2 separate regions of the Culex pipiens genome follow, and region 2 is linked to region 1. Evidence: chromatin contacts called from public Hi-C data. All regions are on one chromosome and are shown on one strand. Each heading gives the region's core, a stretch centred on a gene start, on an enhancer-like site or on the middle of the called end of the contact. The rest is flanking DNA. Distances are from core to core; before and after follow the strand shown. Region 1 holds the start of LOC120427330 (transducin beta-like protein 3). Region 2 holds the start of LOC120419842 (deoxyribose-phosphate aldolase).

Region 1 (5,280 bases), core at 2,068-4,567:
CAAACGCTCCTACAGGCTTGGAAAAATAACGCGCCAACTTCTGGTATGGTCAGGCCTATTGGGAATGGTCTGGAGAACACTTTTCCCAAAGAGAGCATATGGATTCGTTGTCCCTAGACCTGGCGCATCGACAAAACATCCGATGTCTAAGGAATCAATGGTTTTCCCTCAAAAAGCATCAAATTTTCCTTAGCATGCTATGAAAGCTTGATGAACATCGCGACGCTATCGAGCAATTAAAAGTGCAACATGGAGTTACACTTTCTGTCAAGCTTCTGTGAAGTTTACCATGACAGTTGCGAAAGTTTAACTTCATGTTACCGGCTCACATCTCTTTTTTAAATTTCTCGATACGTCAGGCAGCCGGAAGTGACTTTTCGCTTGTATTTAAATTTTACTTCTAAAAATAAATTATGATGTGTTAATAAGATGATCTATGTCTTTATATTACAGCGAAAAACATTACTTTTCCATTCTTCGAAATAAAACTACAACATTTTCAAAGACTTGGTGACAGAGTAGAAAACCTTTGAGGAAATCTAGAGTATTTTTAGGTCCTATCGAGAAATTAAAAAGAGAGATGTGAGACGCTAACTTGTAATTCGTTGCTGATTTGTTCGAAAATTTGTTAAAAATAATAAGTTTTATGCAGCACCCATTTTGGACGGACATTTCTGTTGTCACCTTCTGGTTCCTTGGATTGGCCATGGATAATTTTACAGTGTAATAAACAGGGCAGCTAACACCACGCGGCGCCACTGTTCCGAATGAGAAAATGATACAGATTTTTCAGACGAGTTTCAATCCCGTGCCCTTACATTGTTTACATTGTTTGATTCGCATTTTTTTCTATTTCGCTTTTGCAGCGCCACTATATCCAAAAGTGGCCATCAACCGTAGTTCTATGATTTTACTTAATTTTACTGAATTTTACTAAATTTTACTAAATTTTTCTAAATTTAACTAAATTTTACTAAATTTAACTAAATTTTACTAAATTTAACTAAATTTAATTAAATCTAACATAATTTAAATAAATTTAAATAAATTTAATTAAATTTAACTAAATTTAACTAAATTTTACTAAATTTAACTTAATTTAACTTAATTTTCTAAGTTTAACTTAATTGAAATAATTTTAGCGAAATTTTACGAAACTTGAGTAAATTATACTTAATCTAACTAAATTTCACTTATTTTGACTAAATGTAACTAAATTAAACTAAATTTAATTAAATGTAACTTAATTTAACTAAATTTTACTAAATCTATTTAAATTAAACTAAATCTAACTAAATTCAACTACATTTAACTAAGTTTAACTGAACATAACTAAATTTAAGTAAATCTAACTAAAATAAACTAAATTTGACCCTTGATTCAAGGATTGGTTTAGTTTATTGTAAGTTTAAGTTAGTTTTAGGTTAGGTTATGTTTTCTTAACATTTTTTTTTCCTCATTGTACCTAGAGTTACAAAAATGATAAATCATATACTTTTAAAGTTATGAAAATGAACAGTGTTTAAATCACGAAAAGCAAACTAAAGCTGAAGAGCCACAGCTGACCACTTATTATGTAAACCAAATGTAATTATTATAAGAAAGATTCAATAAAGTATATTTAATTCAAAAAAAAAAAACTAAATTTGACCAAATTACCAATAAAATCAATTTAAAGTCCTGTTAACATACTAACCTAACTTATATCTTTTAGCTAGTTAGGTAATTAGTTTAAGGTTGTTTGTTGTTAATTCAATATTTTTTTAAATAAAAAAATAATCTGTCGTGTTTATTTGTCACCCTATTTTATTTAATCGCCCAAACTTGAAATCCGAAGTAAACAGGAAGGAGAATCCCCCCGGTTTCCGGCACGTCAGTCCCCCGTTTATAGGCCCGTTATCGTGGTCAAAACGGGCCCAAAAGCGTGCCACAGACGGGCGTAACACAGCGGCCAAAATGCGTAACGCCCGCCTAAATGTTGCATTCTGGCACGCAATGGGCCACAACGAGGGGAAAAAACGGGCTGAAAATCGGGCCCGCTTTCAGGCAAAACGTCCCCGCTTTTTGGCCGTTTTCCGCCCATTTTTCTATGTGGGTCCGTTCGTTTTCCACATTCGTCACACGTTACTCTCAGGCGTTATTTTACATGAAGTCATTTTTTATGAAGTACTAGAATGGATCGTACTAGATTTAACAGGTAAAAAGATGAGGGTTCACAAAATTTATAAAAATTTATTTACACCCTCAAACAAAAAAATTGTAATTTATGTTGGTACTTCGGTTTGTGCCCTTCAAATACAAATTTACTATATTTCAAACTATGCTTAGTATTTTAAATGTTTAATATTTCGGATTATAGTCAATTTTTTTTTTCTTCGATCTAGAAAATAAGTTTATTACACAACAAACCCACATTACTCCCTACCAAACACCTTCGTAAAAGTTTTCTCATCGTAAACCTCCCCATACCGGTGCACAATCCGGTACACCTCGCCATCATCGTGATTCTTGATGGGAAAGTAAAACTTCAGCAGTGTCCGCTGCAGCTCCGACCGGGGCACGATGTTGTCCACCGGATAGATTCGATTCTGCCGCTTTCCGCCGGGATCCACGTACGATATTTTCACCTGCTTGCCCTCATCGTCGGTGTACACGTATCCGACCAGATTGTTCGTGAAATAGCTGAACGCCAGCAGGGTCAGGGTGGTTGTGAAGCCTGAAAGAAAGTTAAATTTTAGTTTTAAAGTTTCATCAAGATGTATGATTTCTCACCAACAGATCCGAAAACTTGCGCCGTCGTAACGGAGCAAATGTCCGCGTATGCCAGCGCCAAACAGGTGGGAACCGTTACCGCCGTGAGACCCGCCGGATACAGCTTCAACCGTTTGAAGGCCGCCGTCAGCATGATTCCCCGGAAGTGGTACAGGGTGTACCACTTGGTGGAATCTTCAATGTGCGACGGTGGTTCATTTTGCGAAACCTTTTCTGGCGCAGCTGGTTGTGATGATTTTGTGGAGCATTGTCGCACCAGTAGCCCAGGGGAGGAACGAAATGCCGGCGATGAAGTTGGTTTGAGCGCGAGTGAAATTCGTGACAGCGGGCAACTTCGGAGCACTTGTAACATTTTGAAGGCTTTTGTTAGGTAATCTTTGAACTTTTCAAACTACTTCCATCAAATATCTTCAAGTTATTTCACGAAAAATCAGAAAATTTTCAGAGCGAATTTTCAACACAAATTTTGCATGATGCAATGAAAGTGAGGTACTAGATTCAAAACAAACTAGGGAACTGTCAGATAATCAGCTGTTTGACTTTTGACAGTTCTCATTTTAAAAGCGCACGTGCGATTTGTTGACCAACGTTGTCGGTTCGGTTTGGTTGCAATTTTTTAAGTTTTTGAGGTGTAAAAAGTTGGAAAAGTTGTTAAAATGAGCGCCAAGATAAAGCTAAAGGAAGTGTAAGTATAGTTTAGAAATATTTCAACAGTTTACTGCTGTTTTTACTCTGTTACAGTCGTTCAAAAAATGCGTACCGTTTTTGCTTTTGATCCTCGTTTGTTTTGGTACAGTGAGACGCCAGTAAAGACGTTTATTTTTCAAAAAAAAGTTTTATCTGGAAAATTATTTTCTCAAAAAATCAATGCATTTTGAACCAAGCAATGCGTAATGCTTTTTCAGTTTTTTTTGCTTTTTCGGCGTTTTTGAAACCGCTTTGTGTTAGATGTATTCAAAAACATCCAAAACGCTAAAAATAACAATTTTGTTTATTAGACCCTTTCAAAAAAGTTGATATATTAATATATTCAAAGTTTTTGACACTTACATTTACTCAAAAATCAGGGGAAATTAAAAAAAAATACCTTAGCATAAATATGCAGAAATTAAGTTTTTGTCCTCCAATGTACAAGCTTTTCTTAAAATAAAAGAGGAAAAACATGAATTATTTCTAATCTTGACATTCCCAATCAAAACATTATTTACATATAAAACAGTAATAAATAAACGTTTATTTTGCCCTTTTAGACCAAATGAGTCACTTTCGCCATTTAACGAATTTAGAGACGTAACAACTCAAGAAAAAAAATCATTTCTTTATAGAAATTCTGGAATCATTTGTCAGTAAAATGACCGTTATCACTATTTAAACATTTGTGATTCTTTTTGCTAAATTAAAAAATGGATCTTTAAAATGTGTTTTAGTGTTGGTACAAAATATTTATGAAATAACTTTATAAATATTTTTTGTTAGGTTTTTTGTCGTTTGCGAATCTACTGTTTTTTTTTTAATTCAATTAATTATATAATTTGACCTTTCAATTTAAGCTCTTTATTAAATTTTATGTAAACATATTTCTGATTTTTTTTTAGAAAAGGTCCAATAAACATATGAAACACAATAGCTTATAGGACCTTATCAAAAAAATACTCTAGATTTGATAATTCTCTGACTGTTTGAAAAACACATAATTCATTAAAAAAAATTAATTGATGCGCTTGGAGCGTATAGATTTTGATTCTTATTTGTCAATTTTCAATTTAGTTTTAACGTCTCCTCAATTTTGTGCTCCCACAGTTACGAGGTCCAGAACCAGTACAAGGCGTTCTACACCGGCGGCACCGTCCAGTGGTCCCCGAACGGGCAGGAACTGCTGTGCCAAAACTCGGGCGCCATCAATCTGATCTCCGTCAGCGATGAGTCCTCGGAACCGGTCATTTTCGGCGCAAATCCTTCAACAAGCAGCGCCGGCGACGACAACGACGGAATCGCCGAAGACTCGGTCTACACATTCGCGCTGGCCAACAGTGGCGAGCACGTCGTTTCAGCGCATCGATCGGGGCTGCTTCGGATGTGGGACGTCGCGAGCAGGAAGGTTGTCAAGATGTGGCGCGGGCTGCACCAGGGACCGACGACGCGGTTGGCGTTCAGCGCCGGGGATCAGCTGGTGGCGAGTGGCGGGACGGACACTACGGTGCGCATTTGGGACCCGATGCAGCAGGTTTGCGTGGGGACACTGCGCGGGTGCGTTGGGGTTGTTAGTTTGCTGGTGTTTCATCCGGACGAGGAGCGGAAGGTTATTTTGGCGGCCGGGGATGACGTGAAGATTTATGCTTGGAACTACGAGACGCGCGAGTTGGTGAAGACGTTCGCGGGGCACTTTTCTAAGGTGACCGCGGTGTCGTTCTCGAACGATAGGAAGTTTTTGGTCTCGGCTGGGCGGGACAAGATATTGGTTCTGTGGGATTACGAAACGCAGCAGTCGGTCAAGACGATTCCGGTTTA
Region 2 (5,280 bases), core at 1,084-3,583, 230 kb before region 1:
CCTGTACAAGAACGGGCTACAGCGGTCGAACTTTGTGCCGTTTATTGGGGTGCTGAAGAGCCACTGTAACGTGGTTACGTTGAGCAGTGGGGTGGACTACCGGACGGCGACCCTGAAGGGCGAAGGGATGCACTATTTTGTGTAGGATTTGATTGGGAAGTTTTTGATTTTCAAAGTTACATGAGGATATCTTGAAATTTTTCAGAAAATCTGAAGGAGATGCCGATGGTGCTATGGATAAAATTTTTAAGGTGTTGTGTTCCCAAGAGAACGACTTGATTCGACCAAAAACGTTCACACATTTTGGTCGTAACATATCATTCGCCAAGACCTGCGGACAAGTTTTGGACAGCACATTCGACGAGCTGTGTGATAGAGTAAGCACTACTTGTACCATGTGACATTCTCCCCAACTCTCTACCGTATTTGTAAACTTGCAGCCGCTCGGAGCTTCGGACTACCTTCAAATCACGCAATTTTTCCACACCGTACTGATAAGGGATATTCCGCAGCTGAACTTGAAACTCAAATCGCAAACACGACGCTTCATCACGCTGATTGACACGCTGTACGACAGCCGGGTTCGGGTGGGTGTCACTAATCCATGAACTTGAAATCAACGTAGATAAGCTCTACAAATTTACTTTCAGCTCGTCGTCTCCTCGGACGTTCCGTACAAGTTCCTCTTTTCGAACGAAAAGCCCGACGACATTCACACCTCGGACGAGCACCGGATGTTGATGGACGACCTCAAGATCACCAAGGATTCACAGGATGCGAGCTCGAACATCTTCACCGGCGACGAGGAGGCGTTCGCTTTCGAGCGAACCGTGTCGCGGCTGGCCGAGATGCAATCCGCGGAATATTGGTCACTGTGGGAGAAGCATCGCTAAGTCTGAAGGACTGGTACTTAATGGAAGCTGCTGCACAAAGAGTATGTTTGTTTAGGGTAGAAGCGGAAATGATGCTTTACGCGATACGCTTTGGTTGTCGTGTTTTTAGGAGAACGCGAATACTAGTTAGTTAAGTGTCCTGTAAATATATTTATTTAAAATTTTAGGAAATGTAAAGAGAGAAGTATTAAATAAAAGCACAGCCAGTGCTTGGAGCGAAGCAGCATTTTATATATGGGTAATTCTCTACCAACTCACACGAAATCGGGAAAAGTTGCCCCGACCCCTCTTCGATTTGCGTGAAACTTTGTCCTAAGGGGTAACTTTTGTCCCTGATCACGAATCCGAGGTCCGTTTTTTGATATCTCGTGACGGAGGGGCGGTACGACCCCTTCCATTTTTGAACATGCGAAAAAAGAGGTGTTTTTCAATAATTTGCAGCCTGAAACGGTGATGAGATAGAAATTTTGTGTCAAAGGGACTTTCACGTAAAATTAAACGCCCGATTTGATGGCGTACTCAGAATTCCGAAAAAACGTATTTTTCATCGAAAAAAACACTAAAAATGTTTTAAAAATTCTCCCATTTTCCGTTACTTGACTGTAAAAAAATTTGGAACATGTCATTTTATGGGAAATTTAATGTTTTTTTCGAATCTACATTGACCCAGAAGGGTCATTTTTTCATTTAAAACAAAATTTTTCATTTTAAAATTTCGTGTTTTTTCTAACTTTGCAGGGTTATTTTTTAGAGTATAACAATGTTCTACAAAGTTGTAGAGCAGACAATTACAAACATTTTGATTTATAGACATAAGGGGTTTGCTTATAAACATCAAGAGTTATCGCGATTTTACGAAAAAAAAGTTTTGTCAAAGGGACTTTGGCTGACCATTTTATCCCGAAGTTTGGTTGAATTTGGTTGCCGGAGTCCCGAGTTATAATTACAAATGTTTACAGTAGTCGGGCATGTACGTGTGTCAAACGCGTTCTGACTAAAATCCCTTTGGTCAGTGGTCGCACTTACAGCAATTTTCAGGGTGTGTCAAGATAGCACGATCAGATCGAAACATTTTCCATTTGAAGAGTTTTTTCGGTTTTTATTGAATATCTAAACATTGAAATCGAATTTCTGTGAAGGTCAAAAGGTGAGGCATTGAAAGCTGCACAAAATGGCGTTCTTAACTCAATTCGGTCCAGAATCGACGTGCAACAAGATAGCACGATCACGTCGAATTGCAAAAGTATTAAACCCATTTTGAAATGAACAATAAAAAAACTCACCGAGGAAAACGTACGTATGAAATATTTCAAAGATTAATTCCAATTGAAATCAGTACAAACTCTGAAAGTATACCCCTCGTTCTACATATTTTGTTTTTTTTTCAACAAAACTGTTTGCTGAATAAAATTGAGCTGGCACCACTGAAACGTATGCTGTTTTTATTTCTCTCTAAATTGTCTCTCTAGTTGTAGCCGTAGCATCTTGTTATCAATTGCACTGTGTTGAACACTTTAATCAACGTTACTAAGCATTCCTTTTAAGTACACCTAATCTACCTCAAACTCAAACATGATTGTTAACAATGTAATTCCTTTCGGTAAGTCTTGATCTCCTCGAAACTAGACAAATCAACCAACTAACCATCCCATCTATCCTCCCAAGACCCCATTCCGCTGGAAAAGGTGTACGTCAATCTACGCAGCGTGGAACGCTCGGTTGACCTGCTGACATCGACACTTATCAAGCGACAATCGCCGGCTCAGCTGCTCCACTGGACACTCAAGGCGCTAAGCCTGACCGATTTGACGACGCTGAGCGGCGACGATACGCGAGCGAACGTCGAGCGGCTTTGCTTCAGGGCGGCCTATCCGTTTCCCGAACGACTGGCAGACCCCAAAGACTATGGCCAGGTTCATACGGCGGCGGTGTGCGTGTACCCGAGCCGGGTTGGCGATGCGTACAGGGCGCTGGGGGCGTTGAAGCGACTGGACCAGATTCAGATTGCCGCTGGTAGGTACTTGGTGTGATTGGAAGTAAAGATACTCATTTAATTTAATTCCCAGTGGCCACCGGATTCCCTTCGGGACAGTATCCGCTGCACTCGCGACTCGCGGAGATTACGTACGCCATCGAGCAAGGAGCGACCGAGATTGATATCGTAGTTGATCGGAGCCTGGTGCTGAACGGCAAGTGGAACCAGCTGTACGAGGAGATCGTCAAGATGCGTGAAGCTTGCGGCGACAAAGCGCATCTGAAGACCATTCTTGGTATTGGAGAGTGCGGAACCATGGTGAATGTGTACAAGGCGTCGATGGTGGCAATGATGGCGGGGTCTGACTTTATTAAAACGTCTACGGGGAAGGAAGCTGTGAATGCCACGCTGCCAGTTGGGTTGGTTATGATTCGTGCCATTCAGGAGTTTTACAGGTTGACGGGAAAGAAGATTGGCTTGAAACCTGCGGGTGGAGTTCGTACGGTGAAGGATGCCGTGGCTTGGATGATTATGATAAAGGAAACTCTGGGAGAGCAGTGGCTCACCCCGGAACTGTTCCGTTTTGGGGCGTCCGGACTGCTGGACGATGTCGAAAAGCAATATTACAGCCTTAGCAAGCAGCTACGTAAGTAAAAAGTACGTACACGTTGGTTGGAGAAATTTTATTTCTTTTTATTAAAAATTTGTACAATAACAATAAATAACTAGAAAAATTGCACACTCTTAGCTCTCGATCCGAAAGCCCTTTTCAGGGGACGAACTGTAGCTTACAGTTCGGAACTTTCCGCTCTTCATAAAGTATCCGTAGCGACCTCGCACGTTTCCGTGGTCGTCACGCTCCTCTACGTGAAACTGCCGATTCTTCCTGAAAACGAAACAAGAGATCGATTAGAAACATCCTTAACTCGTCACAAACACACACAAAAACAGATATCATTGCCACCAAACCACCACAAACGTGCCATTAGTCAAACCAGCCCAGATTTACCCGCTACCCGTGTCATATCCAAACGCATAACTGTCCGGCCCTTTGTGGCCGTGCAACTGATAATCAACTCGGGCACCTTCGTGTTCGTTCGGCAACCTCCGGGTGTTCTCGTCCACTCGTCGCTGCTGGCTCGGGAAGAACTCCCCGGTGTTCAGCTCCTCAGCGTGCAGCTCGCGCGACCTTCCCGAGGTAGCTTCCGCATCGGCATCCGCGGCCGTCAACCAGGCCGAAGCGAGCAGCTTGTCCAGATCAAGTCCGTCCAGGAAGTACGCCTCGTCGATCTCACCAGCATGCGGATTGTTCAGCCGCGACTTTTCGTTCTCGATCTTCTCGATGTTCTCGGCGCTCTTGATGTTCACCAGCTTCTGGTTCGGCACGTACTTCTTGCCCTTGCTCTTCTTTGGCTTCTCGGCGTAGTAATCCGGCTCGGACTGCTCGACCGGCGGCGGCAGCAGCGGCTCCGTCAGATCGTCCTGTCGGGGCTCATAGGAACCGTATGAGTTGGTTTGGGGAGATGCTGCTGACCCGCTTGGCGAAGCGATCTCCCCAACTGCGAAAAAATCCATCAGACGTTCGAACTCGTCCTGCTCCTTCGGGACCACGTGGATCAGGTAGTGCGGCGTGGCGGGTTGTTTGGCGGATGCAACTGGAGTCGCGGCAGCTTCTGCCACAGCAGGTTCCTTGACGGGCGGAACGGTCAAATCAACCGTGTCCGAACGGCTCGTGATCAGCGCCTTGGGTTTGCTGATCTTCATCGGGTTCGCGCCCGACTGAAGGACGGCGCATGACAGGCATAGCGCCAACTAAAGGGGAAGAAATTAATGAAACCATGTTAACATAAAATACAAATTATTGTTAATTTATTCGAGGTACCAAATTGCCAACGCATTAATTCTTTTAATCATTTCGCACCATAAATCGTAAAACCTTTTATGTTGGCTATCACGAGCTTGTCCATGGGCGATTGTTTGTAAATATCATAAACTGCGTAAAAAAACGTGTTGACGACAAGCTTCAATAAATCAGCCGGTTCTTGACCAAGTTTGCCTGCTTCCGCTCATCCTCCCAAAATTAATTATTATTCAAGAGCAGCATCGCCGTGTTTCCTCTACAGCTTTGATAAAACAAGTTTCTTATCTGGTGGATAACCTTCGAAAAGGTTAGCCATTGACGGATCTAACAAGTGCGAATTTGTATATTCTTATAAATTTTCTCAGAGCTTTTGTCCTGAACCAATCAAATTCTTATTTGTTTCAACTGTATCACTTTGAATTTGAGCTGGGATCTAGGATATCCGGATTGTAGGCAAAACAACCGACCATTGGAAATTAAATATCGGCCATCAACAGCCATATAACACAAATACCATATAATCTACTCTAATGAGGTTTTAAAAAGTAATT

Evidence for each region. A called contact is a pair of places that touch in the nucleus more often than the background predicts.
Region 2: a contact with region 1 is called in a Hi-C map of embryo, with 4 times the contacts expected there. The contact joins the promoter of LOC120419842 here to the promoter of LOC120427330 in region 1. A contact is called at or near these places in 2 of 3 Hi-C or Micro-C datasets (embryo and whole body).

Annotation. Positions count from the first base shown.
Region 1 is chr2:51,744,970-51,750,249 of TS_CPP_V2, reverse strand. LOC120427330 (transducin beta-like protein 3) reads left to right here and starts at 3,317. Exons shown (of 2, transcript XM_039592179.2): 1 at 3,317-3,457; 2 at 4,573-5,280. The coding sequence starts at 3,429. LOC120427331 (transmembrane protein 186) reads right to left here and starts at 3,253. Exons shown (of 2, transcript XM_039592180.2): 1 at 2,773-3,253; 2 at 2,386-2,716. The coding sequence starts at 3,124. The coding sequence ends at 2,415.
Region 2 is chr2:51,971,237-51,976,516 of TS_CPP_V2, reverse strand. It overlaps LOC120419842 (deoxyribose-phosphate aldolase), which reads left to right and starts at 2,333. Exons shown (of 3, transcript XM_039582677.2): 1 at 2,333-2,493; 2 at 2,559-2,906; 3 at 2,960-3,603. The coding sequence starts at 2,466. The coding sequence ends at 3,522. LOC120419843 reads right to left here. Exons shown (of 3, transcript XM_052707519.1): 2 at 3,878-4,680; 3 at 3,537-3,754. The coding sequence ends at 3,613. It overlaps LOC120419856 (putative ATPase N2B), which reads left to right. Exons shown (of 6, transcript XM_039582693.2): 3 at 1-141; 4 at 206-377; 5 at 441-587; 6 at 651-1,106. The coding sequence ends at 893.